2 separate regions of the Hordeum vulgare genome follow, and region 1 is linked to region 2. Evidence: chromatin contacts called from public Hi-C data. All regions are on one chromosome and are shown on one strand. The core of a region is the stretch at or near the end of the contact, and the rest is flanking DNA. Distances in the headings are between cores, read along the strand shown. Region 1 holds the start of LOC123407616 (WAT1-related protein At1g44800-like). Region 2 holds the start of LOC123409909.

Region 1 (2,700 bases), core at 152-2,651, 470 kb after region 2:
ATCTTGATGAAGATGCGGAGTGTCATCTTGGGCCTTACTCCCCTGCAATTTGGCAAAACATAACAGACAATCAGTCGCCGTCAGCTACTCGATCCGTACGTATATAACACGCCAAAGACAAATTAGCTACGGCAAGTTTATCATAGTAGTATCATGAAACTTAATTGAAAGCACAGCCCGGAGTTGGGCAATAGCAATTGGCATCAAGCTAATAAAATCTTTGCTTGCTTAAAAGAAAGAAAGTGGTAGCTAGCCCAGTGCGGTTACACGCACATGGAAGCAAAGGTTGTCGGGGCCGGGTGCATGTGTCGGTTCGGCATAGATTAATCCATGACTCCTGACTGACCGATGTTACGGAAAAGCTTAAATGAATATACATACATACATACATACATGTGGCTGGCTGTGGTTCTAGCGCTAAAAGAAAGACTTGGGCGTAGCTGGGATGCGATAGGTGCGCGTTCCCGGTGTCCCGCACCAGTGTGCAACTGTGCATCTAGTGCTTGATTACGTTACGTGCTAGTGATTGATTGATTGAAACTACGAACCAACAGATAATGTTCACAACCATTTAAGATTTAACTTTGGCTTTGGCTGATAACTAATAATAACCACATGCACTTGGAACTGATTGATGAAACAACAACGAACTGGGCTTCTTGAAGAATCTTCAGTGGAAGCTCGCTCGGCTAGCTAGGCTACCCTACGTACCGTCCGTCAGTGTGCATGCATGCATGCATGTAAAACCCTCTTCTCCGACAGAGTGCATGCAGATGCACGCAAGAGATGGGGGTGAAGGAAGGAAGGAAGGAAGGCAGTAGTACGTACTTCTCGAAGACGAGGGCGAAGGGGAGCATGACGAGCGTGGCGACGAGGTTGCGGTAGGTGACGAGGACGTAGTGGCTCATGCCGCGCTTGAGCGAGGCGACGGAGACGATGTACATCCCGGCGTACCCGATCTGCAGCAGGATCATCATCATGTACGGCTTCACGTCGTTCAGCACCTTCTTCCCCACCCCCATGGCTGCTCGCTCGCCCTCTCCTCCCACGCACAAACGGATGGTTGATGGATGGATGGATGGATGGAACGAGGCTCAAGCACACAGCTCACCACGTACGAAGGCCCGTGCGTGTGAGGCTGCGGCTGGTGGGTGGCTCCTGAGCTCAAGACGGCTGCGGTACGCGGCGATGGAGGATGAGGCCGGCGGGCGGGGCTATTTATAAGGGGGGCACAGGTCTGTGCGGGGTGAGGTCAGCCGGTCAGCTCCATCGGCATGCATTGGCCCGCGCACCGCACCACAGTGCTCCTCTGCTGGTAGTAGTAGGAGTTGGTGTGCGTGTGTGGTGTGGTGTGGTGGTGTCGACGGGAGACGGATGGATGGATGGATGGATGGATCCCGAGTCACCCGTGCACCGAAAAATTCCCTGCAATTCCATTTGAGTATGCTGCGCTCCGCCGGGCGCCACGGGTTGCGATCGGGCGTTCCACCGGATGGATTATTGGCTCGGGGAATGTGGCCGGGACGTGCGCGTCGACGTCGCCCATCCACCTCTCGCCTTACCTCGCCTGCTCTGCACTGCCTCCTGTCCTGTGCCGGCAACAAGTCAGCAACGGAGGAGACGCCCGGCGGTACGAGATGTTGCCTGCATGTCGTCAAGCATTTTTTGTTTTTATCCCTAGCCTTAAACAGAGCATTTCCTTTTCCCGAAACTATGAAGAAGGTGCGAAATGTTACTGCAATGGGGCAGCTGCAAGCAAGGAAACCACGTTGCGGTGGGGGCTCTGGGAGTCATGGCAGCAGTAACTTCGACCGCCAGGCCAGCTAGCTGGGTTCGAATTCTCATGTCCACGTAACGCCGCGGAAAATGTGACTTCATTCTCGTAGCCGCATCTACTAGATGATAGTAGTAGTAGTATAGATACATTTGTCTGGGCGTCAATTAATATGAGACGGAGAAAGTAGTTGCAAGAGGAAAACATCCGAAATCGTGCTAGTACCTAGTAGTAATACACGATGCACACAACCAACAAATCCAACGAACGACAAGTTCAAACAAGTGAAACACGAGTACGGACGCTGCCTTAGATGAGGTCTTAATAGGGGTGTCATGACAGCAAATCACCAACTAAAAAACGACCTCGTTTCGGTCATCGTTGGTAGGTCAGGCTTCAACACTCCTGCCCACATGTACCGCCAAGGTGAGCTTGTCGCATGTCGATTGAGTGACATCCTGTGATTCCCAAGATCCCAAAATCTTTACATACTACAATGAATAATTTACGATGGGGGGCAACGTGCTCTTTCATTCTCTGTTAGAGGTAATGCCATTTCGACATGGCCAGATGAACCAGCTGCAGCCCCTTGTGGCAAGGTGTTTGTTGTTTACTTTCCCCACCCCCACCGGTACGAAATTGCAACAACAAACACAGGTCTCGCATGCTAAAGAACACACGGTCAATATTTAGTTTTATCACGTCACAACAATTGATGCATGTATGAAAGACAAATAGTGGCAAAGGAGGTGTGGAGCCGGAGCGGATGAGAAGATGAAGAGGGCTAGAGCGGCGTGTGTCAACACTCTCTGTGTGTGGCTGTGTGCAATGTGCACACTGAGGAGGTGGTCGGCGAGGCACAAGAGGGCTAGGTCAGGGAGAGGGTTGTGGTTGTTAGTTAAGTAACTTAGTTGAGCCCATGGCCG
Region 2 (2,700 bases), core at 168-2,667:
ATTTCAGTGAGACAAAGCAGCATAAGAAGAAAGAAAACTAGGTGAAATATTTAGGAGTAGAATTTCACTATAGAGCAATGCCATGAGGTGCAATGTATCCCATAAATTAGAGGCTTTCTGGTATACACAAGGATCACACTTCTACATGTGACAGAGTGGAAATACATACCATGGCTACATCGAACACATGCACCACGCATAATCTTGCAAATAGTGCAGACCATTTTTGTCCGCTTCTCTGGGATGTCACCGATATTTGTGATCGGTTCCATTGAGTCCGTGTCCTCTACAAAAACCTCCGGTGCCCATAGACTACAGAACAAGTGTGCAAAATTCAGGTTGCCCCCATTTGCAATTCCACCAGGCTCACATTTTACAGGTTTCAAAGCACCTTTCTCCGTTGAGCAAAGCACACAAGGCATAAACGCAATCCTGCCTGCATCACTCTGTGTCAACCTCCGTTCACACAAGGCACACATCCAATAGCCATCTGGCTCGACCTGCACACCGTAACACTTCTGGTGCACCGACACCTTGCAGCTATTGCACTGGAGCATCCTATTGGATGCAGCATCACTCTCTCCCAAACAACATACATCACATCTTGAACCAGAGTCACTTTCCAAGGGTGGCAGGACCACAAGCTGCTCAAGCCCAGCATCTGCACCCAGCAGCTTCCTCTTCTTGTTTGGGCGCACCGAAGTGAGCACAGCCCGTCCTCTTGCTCCGAGGAGCCAATTCAATGAGGAGTCCGGATTGTCGTTGCGGCCTGGTAAAACAACACCATCTCTCTTGCCTGGATCTAGTTCAATTACCAAGGGCTGCTCGTCTTGGTGCAAAATCACCTCCTGCATATCCCGTACACAGTGCTCTTCACTAGTCCCATTGCTATTGACTAGCTCCGTACTGTTCCAAATAAAATCTGAGCTCTGATGTGGATCATGTTTGCTATGCACCATGCCGTTCTCCAACTCCATCGAGTTTGAATTCGAGTTTTCGGCGACCACGGCCGCATCAGACGGATCAACATGTCTCCCCAACACTTCCTTGCCACTGCCCACAAACGGCACGAGGAGGCATGGATCGAGCCAGCTGGAGCTGGAGAGAGGCTTGGGCTCTGCCATCTCCAAATCCTGCAACGTCATATCCCGGAAGTAAGGCTCCATCCTGTCCCAGAAAGCATTGGATCTCGCTTTGGGCTGCTCCACAGCAGCTGCAGGATCCGGCGGCTGGGCCTTCTTGTGCTTCCTCCGCGCGTCGCCGACCACCGCCCATCTGACGACCCGCGCGGGCAGCAGAGGGTTCCGGGCCGCCGCCTCCTCGCCGTCGAACGGCGAGCGCAGCGACAGCGCCTTTCTCGCCTGCTCGGACGTGGACACGCCGCCAGCCTCCGGCGAGGCTCCGGCGGCCGCGTCGGCGTCGTCGCCGGCGAGCGGCGCATCGTCGCCGGCGTCCGGGGAGGACGGGGCCGCGTCGGCGTCGGCGGCGGGCCGCGCTCTCCGGCGAGGCGCCACGGCGGTCGTGGGGGCGGAAAACCTCTGGGGGCTAGGGTTTCTCTCGGGTCACGATTTTTGGGGGAGTTCAGATCCGCCAGCGGGAGAGGGAGAAAGACGGAAGAGAGAGAGAGAGACGGTTGCTTTTGCTTCTGCGTAAAAAAAAAATCGCGGCGCCCGTTTGTCTGCCCCGTCGTAGTGGGCTGGGCCTCGGAGCGTCGTGCTCGTGCCTCGTGAAAGGTGCCCGTCGCCGTAAACGCCACGTACACCCGACCCGCGCGCCTGCGCGCAGCCTGGCTGCGGGGGAGGTCCCGCGCTGTCGGTGAGACAGGTCGCGTGGCCGGACCAATTTCGCGTCGAGGGCGTCGTGGTCTCCTCAAGGGATTCGGTTCTGGTTGCATGGCTGACGTGTGGTCCCGGGTGTCGCTACGTGGCCGCGGATCCTGGGTTCGGTTTACCGGGTTGGCGGGTAGGTGACGGGACGCGTGGTGGCCGGTGACTCGAGGCGGGCCCACTTGGTGGGGCTGGGCGGGCGACTGCGCACACACGTACGCCTGCACGGCCACAGATTTGGAAACGGTTGGGGCCTCCCTTTCACGTGATGCCGGTCAATGGCAGGTTGGGCCCGGTTCTCCTCCTTTATGGGAGCCGTTGGACTGCGCGGTTCTGCTAGGATACGCACGAAGTACCAACAATGAGGCTGGCCCATTACGCTGCATGGCCAACCCACCAAGTGGGCCTCGGCCACCAGTGCGAAATGACGAACACACCTGCCGGGTTCGGGCTCGTAAAGACTTCGTCAAAACAATTTCAAATGTAGAGAGTTTATTTATATTTAATTACGAATTATTCTCTAGGTTATTTATTGGACGTTGATATCTGCCACACATGTCGTAGGAAGTGAGGCGGACCCGACGTTTCTATAGCCAAAGATTACCACATCACTCCATGCACGTATGTCAGAATCTTTTAGGATTTCTAATTTTTTTAATATTTTATTTTTAAGTGGAAAATCCGATTGAACATTCGTTTTCATAACTAAATCCCTCACGATTCTTCAATACTAAATCTTATATCGATGTGTTTCAACGATTTATTTTTTGGTCAAAATTTGCCATGTCTATCTCACATAAATTGTCATGATATTTACGCTCAAATTGTCTTAATATATCTTAACTAATTTTGACACATTATGTGACGGGGATAT

Evidence for each region. A called contact is a pair of places that touch in the nucleus more often than the background predicts.
Region 1: a contact with region 2 is called in a Hi-C map of leaf, with 8 times the contacts expected there. The contact joins the promoter of LOC123407616 here to the promoter of LOC123409909 in region 2. A contact is called at or near these places in 5 of 6 Hi-C or Micro-C datasets (leaf and seedling) and 1 of 1 datasets of contacts at active chromatin or transcription factors (embryo).

The regions. Positions count from the first base shown.
Region 1 is chr7H:75,942,529-75,945,228 of MorexV3_pseudomolecules_assembly, forward strand. It overlaps LOC123407616 (WAT1-related protein At1g44800-like), which reads right to left and starts at 1,402. Exons shown (of 6, transcript XM_045100783.1): 1 at 829-1,402; 2 at 1-42. The coding sequence starts at 1,022.
Region 2 is chr7H:75,468,306-75,471,005 of MorexV3_pseudomolecules_assembly, forward strand. LOC123409909 reads right to left here and starts at 1,418. Exons shown (of 19, transcript XM_045102783.1): 1 at 170-1,418. The coding sequence starts at 1,166.